Regions from separate parts of the Oryzias latipes genome. Here region 1 is linked to region 2. Evidence: chromatin contacts called from public Hi-C data. All regions are on one chromosome and are shown on one strand. The core of a region is the stretch at or near the end of the contact, and the rest is flanking DNA. Distances in the headings are between cores, read along the strand shown. Region 1 overlaps LOC101161486 (arf-GAP with coiled-coil, ANK repeat and PH domain-containing protein 3). Region 2 holds the start of LOC101161486 (arf-GAP with coiled-coil, ANK repeat and PH domain-containing protein 3).

Region 1 (6,910 bases), core at 991-3,490, 56 kb after region 2:
AAGAAAAGCAGCTTTCTATTTGAAACATTTTATTTTCAATGTGTACTGAAAGAATAATAGAGGCTGAAAAGAATGTAAAAAAAACTGCTGGAATGAATTTTAATGCAACAAATAGTTTTTTTTTAACCATTTTTGTCAATTCCAAAGGACTCCATGTAAAACATATGAATTTCTTTTTGGTTTGGTGTACTCTAGAATTGGCTTATGAGACATGAATTACTTATTTTATCACTATATCAATATAATTAGTGAATTTAAACAGTGTTTGCCAATAAAAAGTGCTTGTTGAGATAAGAAAAAAGCTCTGTGCTGCCGAAATAAACGTTTTAAGTGTTTGCATGTATAAATCTATACTAAGATATGAGATGAAAAACACTGTTGGATGATATCTAGTGTTTTTATGTATTGTCAGGCTGAGTTAAATCATGGTAAATAAAAAGTAAAAGAAAATTGCATTCTTCAGTGCTGCAACATAAGAGATATAAGGATAAATCTTTCCAGTTACTTGCTCTATTTTCTATCCATTTGTAAATCTAGGTTGTTTTTTTTTACTTCTTCCGTTACGTTTTCATCATCCTCAGTGTTAAAAAGACACTTTTCTGGACAGAATTTATTTCGTCATCGCTTGCTCAAATTCAAGTTAAATGAGGCGATTTGCACTACGGCCAAAAATTTACAGTCGTGGCTGATGTCATCAGCAGGTGTCATGTTTCCCAGCGATCGGGCGATCCCGCTCCGATGGCCCTGCGACCGATCCCACCTGAGCCATTAGAAATCCCGTTAGCATATAAACCGGCCCTTAGGAGGTGGGAAGAAATGTGTTTTATTGTGGACATTTTTTTTAAATTTATGCTTCCATAAATTAAATATTAAGTGATTGGATGACCTGTTAGCTTAAGTCTTAGACATGGACCCAAACCAGGGGTTCAACTGTACGAGTGCCGTGGGTTTTTGGGTTGTTTGGGCCCTTGAAGGGTTGTTTGTAGAGAAGAGCGACCGCATCTTAAAAGGAGCTCAGGTGTGTCTTGCTGTCCCCTTGAGGCTCGTACGGCCACCTCAAGAGACTTCATTAAAATTCAGGATTCTTGTATTGTCATTTCTTCACAGGGATAATACGAAATTTGTTTCTCTGGTCCCAGGCCAGGCGTTTACAGTGAAAGACAGGAAGAGACATATCAATGTGATAAATTATGATTTCTATTGAATATTGCACAGAGGAGAATATATAACAGTAATAATTCCCATGATTATTGCACCGTCCTATAGTTATTGCACAGAGATTTAGCAAGTTGTCCGTGGGGGGCCTCCTGCCTGAGGGGAGCAGGGAGAACAGAGGGGTGAGTGGGGTCTTTCAGGGTGCGGGCCGCTCGTTTCCTGCATCTGGTCTCGTAGATGTCAGTGGTGGTCTGCAGGCTGCAGCCCACAGTCCTCCACGCGGCTTTAGAAAATGGAACGTACCATTATCCTGCGCGTGGTACATGGATTATTTAGGATTTGTTAGAATAATGTAAGTAGTGCACACAACTACGCTCTGGTTGTCTCATTTCCTAAATTCTAACAGTCAGGCTGCACTCAAGGAACCCACATTCATCAAATGAACAGCACAATTGTTCTCTTTGCTCAGTCCCCAAGATTTGGGGGGTTAAAAAATGGAAAATCTGTGTGACACGCCTTGCCTCGCCTACTTCCTCCTTACTTATGTTGCATCAGTGTTTGCCATGACGTGTTGCTCACAGCAGGCTCACAGAAGGGCCACCTGCGTACAGGTCTGCCTATTATGCAGCCCGTATCCACCCATATAAGGGCAGTTTCAACTTTAGACCAAACTGCTCAGTGTGAAACCATAGGAACAGTAACTCAAACTATTGTTTAGGGGGCTATTTTCCTTTGCTCCACACACTTTTTCTGCTATTCTTCACAAATGAGGCATTGAAGCTCATAAGCTCAACACCTGACAGTGTTTTGAGCTTATCCATCTCACTGGTTAGAAGCTGCAATTGAATTTCTGACAAAGAGCATTCATGTTTTAACTGTTCACAGTGTGAACATTAAAAAAAAAAAAAATGGACGTATCACATGACCCATCATATCCAAGCAGCATCCGTGTCTGTACACCGGATAGCATGTTTAATAATTCACAAAGCCTTAATTTGGGTGGGCTGGTGTCTGGCTCCCCTGTACCCCGGGATCAGCGGCCATCTGTCAGACCGCTCGCCCTTAACGTTTCCCCTCCAGGCAGTGTGGTGGTTTTCTCTGTGGCCAGTTATGGATCTGGGAGACGCTCCTTACAGTCTGACAGGGGGGTGGGGAGCATGTCGTGGTAAACGTGTGAGGGCGCGAGCTGGAGCTTGTCGTGAGGGTTTCTGCTGTGGTGGAAGTCCAGTCAGGAGAGGGGATGAGAGGTGCTGCAGACCTGAAAGATGATCAGATCATTGGGGGTGAAGACATTCTGCTGCACAAGACTCTAACTCTGTTTTCTTTTCTGTTTTTTTTTTTGTATGTTTCCAACGGCCTGGTCTTCCTCCAGACCCTCCTGCAGGTCAGTACTCTGCTTTTTGTTTGAATGTCTCTTTTTTTCAAGAACCGGATCCATTCATCCATCATTTGCATCCTAAATTAATCACTTGACTTTAGAAGAGATAATAAATTTACTTAAACGTACTAAAAGTCTCACTTAAGTGTTAAAAGTCTTTTCTAAGGAGTAGAAAACTTTACTAAAGTTTTTGACATGAAAAATTTTATTTGTGTCTAATATTCTTTTTTCTACTTGCTCTATACTTCTATACATCAATATCGTCCCGTATAAATATTTAAGTTCTAAGATTTGTATCGTATATAATTGCACTTTTATAAAAGTTAAAAAGTAAAGTTAGTAAAAAGTGGAGAAAAAACATTACATATAGAGAATCTGGCAGAATTTGAGGACATTTTGCAATGAAACAAACGTAATTGATAAAAAAGTGACTGACGCAAAGCAATAAAATGTTTTTGAAATAAAGTCACAACAACACAAATGGGATTTCATCAAAATATCTGTTTTTTAAGGCTTTCAATGGTTTAATTTAAAATTTGCGAGAAGGAAAAAAATTTCTCCATAATTTACAACTCACGTATCCTAAAACTGCTCTCATGCAGCTTCACCATAAAGGTCTTTGTTCATGTAAAAATATGCTAACTAGAGGAGCACAGGAGAGGCATCCAGTCATCAGTCAGAGCAAGTGGAAACCAGAGTCAAATCTTCTGCCGTCAAAGTTATTCATTTTTAAATGCTGCTTTAATGGAGAAGTGCTGTTCAGAGAGTAACTCTGCCTTTAGCTCCAGATCCACCTCCACTGTGGCTCTGCAGTGACCTGCTGCTGCTTTTACCCCAAAGCTTAGCGTTAAATGCATTCAAAAGTTTTACTTCTGATCCTCTTTTAATCTATTTTCAAAGCATTAAACATGATTATGCGATTTTTAGTCTAAATTTAAAAAAAACCTTTGTCGTTTTTCTAGGACCTAGTTTCTGCAGAGCAGCAGTTGTGGGCAGGACTGTTGGCACATAGCGACCCCATCCCCCTTTCCCCTTCCCGCTACTGAGAGTGGAGTGCAGGGGGTGTGTGGCCCACCCAGTGTATTTTTTACATCACAAATAAGAACTGTTTTTTTTGTTTTTGTCTGCTCCTGATTTACTAAAATCCGAATTAAGAAATAATCAGGAATGCAATTTTGAGCTTACTTTTCTTCATATTTGTCATCCATCATCTAGAAAAATGCCACCAGAACATGTTAAAAACACTATTTTTTCATAGTCTTTAAGATATAAACTGTTTTCAAACTAAATTAAAAAGAAACGTTTCCTTTTTTATTTTAGATCTTTATTCAGGCAGAAGTTTTCCTTAAACACTTACAACCAGAGCTGATTAGCTCTAAAGAAGTTTAAAATGCCACACGGTTTCTGTTCTGGTTCTGTTTTTTACAATGTTATCAATAAACTGCCATTTTTTTAATCATTTATAGTCAAAAATCCTTTTGATGCAAGTTAACGGGACAGTAAACAAGATACAATGTGGAAAACATTCAGATCTAGTTAACACCTTTAACTTTTTTGCACGTTGTGGGTTGTGTTTACATGTTGTTTCTTGTTGATTCTTAGTTTTTGGGGAACCCTTACGGTGAAAAATGTTCACCTTTGAGACTATATCTGACATTTTAGGGGCAATAAAACAAATGAATATGCAAAGTGCAATGAAAATACTGTGAATATTTGTGGCGTCACGATTCCTGAACAAAGTTGATATAATTGTATAAATCTATCTTCTTGGCTGATTTATTCTCTCTGGTGGATTTTCTTGATCCTCTCAAAGCAGAATAAGTGAAAGTCTTCAAACTTCCTGTGATCAGCCTGAGATGGCCCAGATATTTTTGAACTGATATCTTTGACGGATCCGTCAACACCGGAGCGCAGACGGCAGATCTTCTTTTTCAATGATTTGTGGTCTTTTTGGAATACCTCAGTCAGCTGTGGGCCGGATGTGTCCGTCTTGGAGGAGAAGGTGTTGAGGAAGCGCAGCTTGGGTTGAGCAGGTCCATGGGGGATTAGCTGGAAGGTAGAGGAGCAGATGTCTGGCAGGCGTTTGACAAATTCTGCAGGGATGATGGCACAGAAGGACCCGGAAGGTGACGGAGGAGCACTGACGAGCAGATTTAGTAATCACTGCTAAGAAGTGAGCTCGGCTGCGACTGTTCTGACGCACCTTCCTGCTTCTGCTGCGGCGCAGAGATTGGCCCGCTCTGAAGCCTGCTCAATAATTCACACTTGTTCACTTTTTTATTTTTTTTGCCTGTGTGACGTCCCTTGATGAAAAATAGATGATCCTTGTCGTTCGCCGGAGAGATGCTCAGTTTGTTTCGGTGTTTCCAGAAGGTAAGCCGCATTTCAGCTTTAGTTTTTCTGGCAGCTGTAAATGTTGCGCGTTTGCTGGTTGAGGCGGAGGGCCAGAGACATTCCTTCTGGGTCACCATGGGGGCAAAAACTCCCACCCACTTCAGGGGGTTTGTTAAGCCTTAGCAAGCCCTGCAGAGTCAGAGCAGCCCGGCTGTGTTTTTGGGTCAGGTGCAGCTCCGTGTTGTTGGCCAATCTTTGGCAGCTGTATGGTAATTAGCTGTAATCCTGAGGTTCATAGTTCGGTGGGCAGGTGGCGGTGGCAGGAGGGGGGGGAGGACGCGTCAGTGCAGGAATTCCTCTCTGGGCTGCAGCAGCTTTTAGCAGGAAGACCTGCTTCTGATCTGACATTTCCGTTTTCTCCGTGCCGATTCGGACTTTTGGGGGGGTTCTCCATGCTGCTGAAGCACGTTAAGCGCTTGAAAATGAAGCTCTGTTGCTGGCGTGACCACAGCTCGGTGGGTGCATAACTTTAGATGCTTCTTTCTGCACGTTTTCTGCCAATATGGATGCTGAATCAAAGCTGTCGTGATGATTGTTGATGCACTTTTTGTCCATCGTTATATTGATCGACACTGACACAGGATCAGCTGTGGATTTACATTCTGTTTCTCAGGATTATTGATAATCATCTCTTATTTAACATCACATAATCACTTAAATGAATATTTAGTAGGGGAAATGTACAGTTTTTATATAAATATAGCTTTTTAATACATTAATTACAATTGTTTTAATACAGGCTGTTTACCTTAGTTGTCAAAAATAATATCGAAATATAACAATTTCTAATTATACCTTGACTATATAGCATTTAAACAGGCTGTTGTTGCTAAAATAAGTGATGACTGAAGTTTAGTTCAATAAAAATTAGTCAAAATAGTTTTTAACTCTGTCTGAATACACACTAAAAAAGGCTTTAATTGTGATAGTTTTGGTGCAGACTTTTATTTTGTAATATTATTTGAACAACAGCCGTTTACTTTAAAATTAAGTGCTAAAAACTAAATTCATTCTTGACCTTTTGTGTATTTAACGGCCTGTGTCATGCTAACATCAGCTGAGTCATGAAATGCCTCGGTGCATCAGGACAAAGTGAAACGTCCCTACATACGTGGACCGGCACGTGATCGTTTCTGCACGGTCACACAATTGTTGCTGATTCCGTTGGCGTGTGCTGACGGTCCAGCTATGATGGGAAAGCGTGTCACCCACTGAGAGGTTTGGACGGTACGATTTTCACCTGCGGCGTTTGTGTGTTGGCTTCTAGGACTTCTCCTATGACGACTCAAAGGTGGAGTTCAACGTGGACGCGCCCAATGGTGTGGTGATGGAAGGCTATTTGTTCAAAAGGGCCAGCAACGCTTTCAAGACCTGGAACAGGTGAACACACAATGTCATTTGTCAATCATTTGAAGCTGTTAAGGCTTTTCTGTCTCTTTCGGCGTTCCCCTATTTAAGCCAAAACATAACCAATCAAAAAGCATTTTTCAAAATAACAAAAATCAAAGTACAAAAATAAAAATGAAAGACACAGAACCAAGAATCTTTAAATACAAGTGGTGTCCTAAATAATCTGTTGATGATAATCTTCATGTCTGCTGGAACCTGCAGTGAAGGGTAAAGGAAGTGACAGATGCGAGCTAAAGGATCTGTGTCAGACTTTAAAAAGCTTTACAAAAAGAAACATCAGAGGGTTGGTGATGCTAAGTGTCTAACAGACGTTTCCGTCATGTGCATTCAAGAACGCGCTAAACGGACATACGGTGTTCACACAGGACTGTTGTTACCCGATGCTAGCACACACTGTACTAAGTGTTGAAGTGGTGCAAATTCAGCTGCTTAATGTTCTTGACTTGATTGCAGCCGGGCTCAAACCTCCGTTTTTATGTGTCCTTCGTTATCAACCTTTTAAATGGTTGGCACTTCCCTTCAACTGGTTTGACCTTCAACACACGTTTTGTTCGTAGAGCCCATACAACAAAG
Region 2 (6,478 bases), core at 2,384-4,883:
TATCTCATTACACTTATAATACTTCAAGAGACAAAATATTTTGGGGACCTGTCCACACCAGTGACCCTTCCGCTGGACCCATCCTCCATTAAAGCAAGGAGCCAGACCCACGAGATCACGACTCTATTTACTGAGGAGGCTCCATCCCTGATGTGGAGGCTCAACATAAAGAAAACACAAAATGCAAATGAACTACATACAGAAACGTAAAAACTTAGATAATCAACCAGATGTATAAATAAAGAAACCTTAATGGACAGATATAAATCACCAAACGTGAAATTTAAAATAAACAGAAAAGATCCAATCAAATAAGGAAAAAGAAAAAAGTATGAATTCTTAAAATAGCTTACATTTCAAATAAATATATTCCTAAATTTATGGTAAAAACCTGATTAGAAAGGTAGGTCTTGACTCTTTCTTTTAAAAACCTGAACCGTCTCTGCGGCTCTGAGGTTCCCTGGGAGGCTGTTCCACAGGTGAGGTCCATAAAAACTGAAGGAAGCCTTGCTGTAAGCTTTGGTTCTAACTGTAGAAATTACTTAGGGTGTATTCAGACTAAAACATTAGGTCCACTTTAAGTGAACCAGAGTTCGTTTCCCCCGATAATCCGGAACAAATTTTCAGTCTGAACGCACCAAAGTGGACCCTTGTCCAGAAGCAGGAACCGCTCTCGGACCCATCTGTCAAGGTGGTCTTGGTTCATTTCCAATCAAACTGAGCTCCAGTTCGCTCTTAGTTTCCTCAGTCCAAATAGGCTCTGTGCTCGGAGCGGAACAACTGGACCAAAATGACCACCGTAACCAGGCATTAAAGACTGTAAACAGAGTAGGAAATGCCGCGGGCACATATGGAGCAACAGCAACTCATTAAAATGTGGTTGGATGAATTATTTAATGATGAATGTTGGATGAATGATTTAGTGTAGCTCATTGAAACAACTTTTAATGTGATACACATTGCTGCTCACTGTTTTCCTGACAATTTACAGTATATGTCGTGAACAGTTCTCAGTTTACCTTCCTAGCCGTCGTCTCCCCGGTAACCGCCCTGCAGCATGCCTCCACTGCACCAAAGTAAAAAGTGTTGTATGTGACGTTGATACAGGCATTCAAAATTGGTCAGAGAAATATAATGTTTGAATAAGTGAATTATCCTAACAAAGTCTGCAAAGCGCAGCACTTCCATTATTTTTTCTCTCTGTGCTTTGACCCTCGTAATTCCTGGCCAATGACTATAGAGACCTTTAGTCACATGCTTTTGGTTACATGCTTTGGTTTGAAACAGAAATGTCCAGTTGAAGGCAGCCTGAAAACAGACCAAACTCAAGGTTCAGAATTCAATCCGGACCAAATTACCGGTAAACTGACTCAGACCGGATCAACTGACTTTTCCAGTCTGAAAACACCATAAGAGGTCTGTTCCTCATACTGTAAAATCATGTCTAATAGATATGAGGGTCTAGGACCATAAAAACACTCATAAACCAATGAAAGAATTTTAAAATCAAATCATTTGGGGGTGGTACGTGCCAAACCTAGCTCGCACCACAAAGAAAAAAGTGATTTCAAAGGAGAAAACCAGTTTATCCTGCTAAACCTCTGTCTATAAATCATAATTGAACATTTTCACCGCACCCTGTAACAACACTGTTTACTTATGAGACTAAAATAGTCTTTTCAGAAGAAGCCCCTTCACTGTCCATTTTCAAAACCCGTTTAAAAACCCATTTTTATGCCCTGGCTTTTAACCCAATATGAGACCACTGTTTTTCTAACTGTTTACTGTTTTCTATAGTTTTATCTCCCTCTGTGTTTCTCCCCCCTTAACATGTTTTAATGTTTGTCTCTTACTATTGTGTTCAGCAATTTGTCTCAACTACTGTTGAATGAAAGTGCTATATAAATAAAGTTGAGTTGAGTTTTCTTTCCTTATTTTATTCCTTATTTTATCCTTATTTTATTTAATTCTACCTTTTTATATTGTTGGAAGAGAGTTGATGGAAAAAATTTCAATGTGCACTGCAGAATGATAATAAAAGATTCGGATTCTGATTCTTTCTTTTGGATCCATGTATATTTGTCTGTTATTTGGTTCACTATGTAGTCTGTCATGTAGTCTGTCTTATCTCTGTTGAAAGTCAAGACTTTTTGGTATTTTGCCCTTATTTTTCAGAGGTTGTGTATATCTCAATACAAAAAAAAGCACAAGAGTTCAAAAAATGTTTTGTTTTGTTTGCAGCTTTTCTCTGCACCGTATTTACCCACGTGTTTCTTTTTATTGTATTATTAGATGTGATTTGCACTCATTCAGGTTTAGGTTTTTTGTTTTTTCTGTGGTCTTGTGATCCACAGGTCATTTATTCCTGTTTGTTTCACTTCATACCCGGGGGGGCATTTACTCTCAGGTAGATGGGTTCATTTACAGATAGACTGGTACCCTCGCTTTGAAGTGGGCCAGGGTCGAAGAGTTTTTGAAGGTCTTCACCAGGTTTGCATTCCACCTGCTATTTTGATCCATTCTTTCATGTTATCCCTCTAAAGTCACACTCTGATCACCTTTTGATCTACTTTGTTTTACATAGTTTCTGCAGAGCGGCAGTGCTTCATTAGAAATTGAGGGTGGGACTGTTGGCGCGGAGTAAACCCGCCCCCACTTACCCTCCCCGTTTCTGAGAGCTCTCTGTTTACATGCTCTCCCCCACACCCCCAGCCTAACATTACCGGTGCAACAAAAATGGTGAGCTTAATCAGAGCTATTCAGTCGTACAGTTTTGAGCCAGATGCCAGCTCAGACGAGAAAGACAAAGACGTAGATGGATTTGGTCAACAGGTGGATGCATTAGAATGGATCAGGGAGCTTTAGGCCCGCCCAACATATTTACTACGTCACAAATCCGAGCTTTTTCCAACTGCATTTCATTTGTCTGCTCCTAGTTCACAGTGAGTTGAATAAAAGAAATACTCAGAAATGCAATGTTTAGCTTAATTTTATCTTTACATGTCCCCCAGCATCAGAAAAATGCAACAATAACACGTTAAAAACAGCAAAAAGCACAATTTTCATAGGAGTGCTGAGTCTTTAAGGTGATAATTCAGAACAATCCCCGTGTTTTCAGCTCTATTCAAAAACTACAAGGCCGTGACGTCACGTCACCAATGTTGCTTTCAAAAATCTTTGGAAATGGGAGTTGTTGGATCGTTGAGATATCAATGTTCCATGAATGCTTAAATAATCTTAAAATAAATAAACTAAATTAATGTATGGAAAGTTGTTACTGTTTATTCTTCATCCTCCTATCTTTATAATCAATATTATTATTATTATTATTTTGGTTAGTTGTGTAAAACAATACATTAGAAAATCTTAGTAAAAAACTGAAACAAATATATAGAAGTTGTGATTAAATTAAATAAAATCTTGACCTTGTTGCAAAATTGCAGATTTTGGTGGTAATATAAAAAAGTTAAGATTGAGAACTAAAATATCGAGCTTTCTAGATCATTCTGTTTTCACCGAATCCAGTGATTTCTATCACACGTTTGCCAGGTTTCACCTGAGATTCTATAAAATCCGAGCTGAATAGGAGACCTTGAAGGCAGCAGAGGGGATGTGTAGGGAGGGAAGCGGCTCGCGCAGACCAGACAGAGCGGGACTCGGTGAGTGGAGACAGCCGGGGCAGGAGGGGTCGGGAACGGAGGACATTCTCTATCAGTCGGATACTTCCACATCAGCTTTCGTCCACACATAAGGAGATGCGAGGAGCTTTCTGAGCGCGCGGGTACTTGTCTCCGGTCCAAACATGACGGTTGACTTTGAGGACTGCATTAAGGATTCCCCCCGGTTTAGGTGAGAAAGGCAGACAAAACTCTAACCTATACCGCCGAACTGTTGATCACTGATGAAAACAAACACGCCCTTTTCTGACTGAGTTACGCCTCGTGTAGGGATGGATTGTTCGATGAGAGTTTGTCTGATTTATGCGCATTTTAAAAACTGGGAACACGATCAATGCGAGTCACGTGGTCTGATTTGGAGCCGCATCCAGAAAGATTGAGGTTACAATATTTAAAGATTTATCACCGTCTGTTACAACTGTCCTACTACACTACATCCCATCATGAACACTGGGGTCCTGGCAGGTCACTTCAGATCTCTTGTGCTTATCAAAAGACCCAGTTAATGTTCTGAAATCTTTTATTACTTTCATAAAAATCAGTGTTAATAAGAAGGAGGACATTTTCCTTAAAGTCTCCCTATGATATTTTATTAATAAAAACGTTTCTGGTTGTGTTTTAATGAGGATTATAAAGTTTAAACCAAAATCCCACAAACCTAAATGTCTTAAAAAGCCACATTTCATGTCTATATGAAGCCTCTCCAAAATCCCCGTTTAAATGGGCGTGGCCATTGTTGATAAGCTGAGTAGCCACGCCCTCGGCGGGGGCAAGACTGACAGTCTCCATTCTCAAAAGTTTAAAGAAAGGGGAACGGTTTCTTCTTGGCCGCACGGACCCAGAGGAAGTGTTAAGATTATTACAGGTTACGGTTAAGCTGCGTTCAAACCGAACGCTATTCGGGACCGTCTGAACCAAATCACCCAACAGTAATCCGAGCCGGTAATGGGTACATACTGGACAGACCCACTGCGGGATGGGGAGCCAGCCTGCTCGGGCCTCCAGAACGTTTTCGATATTTTCAATCATAAAAAAAGTCCTCTGGTTTTATTCTTGTCTCTAGCTTGACCCTTTCTGCCTTCAAACTCAGTCGGAGAGAGATCACAAATGTGGAGAAGACATTTGAGACTTTAACTTTAGTTTTCGTTTTAAATATGTGCAACCAACAACAAAATCCAGCCTTGGAGGCAATTAATATATGTGTGGTGAACACAGCCCTTGCCCCAGAGCTTGTGTATGTTGGACGGGGCAGATCAGGGAGCTTGAACATGCCCTCCTGGGCTGTTGCCTGGCAATTTGATTGACAGCGACTTAAAAGGAGAAATACTCAGAAATGCAAAAATGAAATGATTTCTTATTGCATTTCTTCTCTTTCATAAGAAAAATGTCAAAAACTGAAATTAAAACATGATTTTCATCTGACTTAAACCTATTTTAAATCACAGTTTAGAAAATAGTTTTGAAGTGCCTAAAATGGGATTTAAAAAGTCCCTAAAATTGTTATTTAACACACATTTCCACTAAATAAGTTTATAAATTGATTATTTTTTATCGATACATTTATTCTGTTTTCACATTGAGGATGCTAAAAGTAAATTAAAAGTTCAATAAATAAATGTCTTTACTTGCCTAAATAAATAAAAAAGATATAAAAAAGATTATATGTACAGCATAGTCCTTAAAAGTTTCTTGTTTCTCTATTCCATATTTTTTTTCTCAAAATTCTAAGTCGTGACATTTGGAACTTTAGTAAACTACACAAACAGGTTTCAGTGCTGGTCTCCTCAGACAAAAATGTCCTATCCCTAAAGAACATTTTTTTCTTTTCTTTAAAAAAAAAGGTGTTTTAGTGCTTCAAACCCTTTTTGATATGTTTGGTATTGATGATGTGGGGATTATGGGGAATTTGGCTAAAAACTAATTGACAGGGGATTGAATAAAAAAACAAAAGTTTGAAAACCAAAGCATTATGGGAAAAAAAAACAAAGATTCCCACTGATTCAATCAAAACTTTAAACTGGCTTGAGCAAAAGGTTACAAAAATAAATCAGGGATTTTCTACACCCACATCTAAACTTGGGTCTGTAGTCCAGCAGTGAGAGGAGTTCCAGGAATCTCTAAGATCATTTTTTATTTCGTTTTATAAAGTGCATTTCAGTGGTTATTGATACCGCTTGACATTTGACTAACACTTATTCATTTTTGTATTCTATCATTTCAAGCAGATTTTATTTGTTGTATAGGAAAAAAAAGGTACAGTGAAGTTTGGATTCTGGCTCTGTGAACATATTTAGTTACTTTCCAACACTGCTGATAAAACATCTCCCTCCTTCAAAGACTTTCCGACTTGGCAGCAGCATCTCAACAACATCTGCAGCTGGAGAAAAAAAACCACATCATTCAGTCGTCCTTGTTTTGCTAAACATCACAGCAAAGGCCCAAAAAACTGCATGCTAAAGACACAAAAGATGAAATCTAGAATCAAAACGGTTGCTGTTCAGATTTTCTCTCTTGCTAAACAGAGAGGCATTCTCACAAGTGAGCTAACCTCCAATTTCCATTCATCTTTTTGCCCAGGATGCTAAAACACACGGCAAACGGATGTTGTAGAGCTCAATGCAGCCTTTTACCTTGTTTTCAGAGTGCATTCATTCAGCTCCTTTGTAGAGCTGAAAGCACGGCCGCGTGGACTGTTGCGTAAAAACGCTGGAGGTGGATGGCTGCAGGAAAGCAGGAAAATCAAGTGTTTAACTGCGAGGATCAACATCGCACTCACAACGGTTTCCCACGCTCCTGAAATA

Evidence for each region. A called contact is a pair of places that touch in the nucleus more often than the background predicts.
Region 1: a contact with region 2 is called in a Hi-C map of embryo, with 2.6 times the contacts expected there. The contact joins the enhancer-like site here to the promoter of LOC101161486 in region 2. A contact is called at or near these places in 4 of 5 Hi-C or Micro-C datasets (embryo and fibroblasts).

What each region holds. Positions count from the first base shown.
Region 1 is chr7:23,793,556-23,800,465 of ASM223467v1, forward strand. It overlaps LOC101161486 (arf-GAP with coiled-coil, ANK repeat and PH domain-containing protein 3), which reads left to right. Exons shown (of 25, transcript XM_023956873.1): 10 at 2,528-2,539; 11 at 6,195-6,307. Among protein-coding and RNA genes, the nearest start is that of LOC101161728, 24 kb to the right of the region's middle. Within about 2 kb of position 2,241, at least 1 of the 8 cell types and tissues checked has an H3K27ac peak or open chromatin away from gene starts, as enhancers often do. A contact at or near this core is called in embryo, where this site is marked.
Region 2 is chr7:23,736,221-23,742,698 of ASM223467v1, forward strand. LOC101161486 (arf-GAP with coiled-coil, ANK repeat and PH domain-containing protein 3) reads left to right here and starts at 3,634. Exons shown (of 25, transcript XM_023956873.1): 1 at 3,634-3,849. The coding sequence starts at 3,803.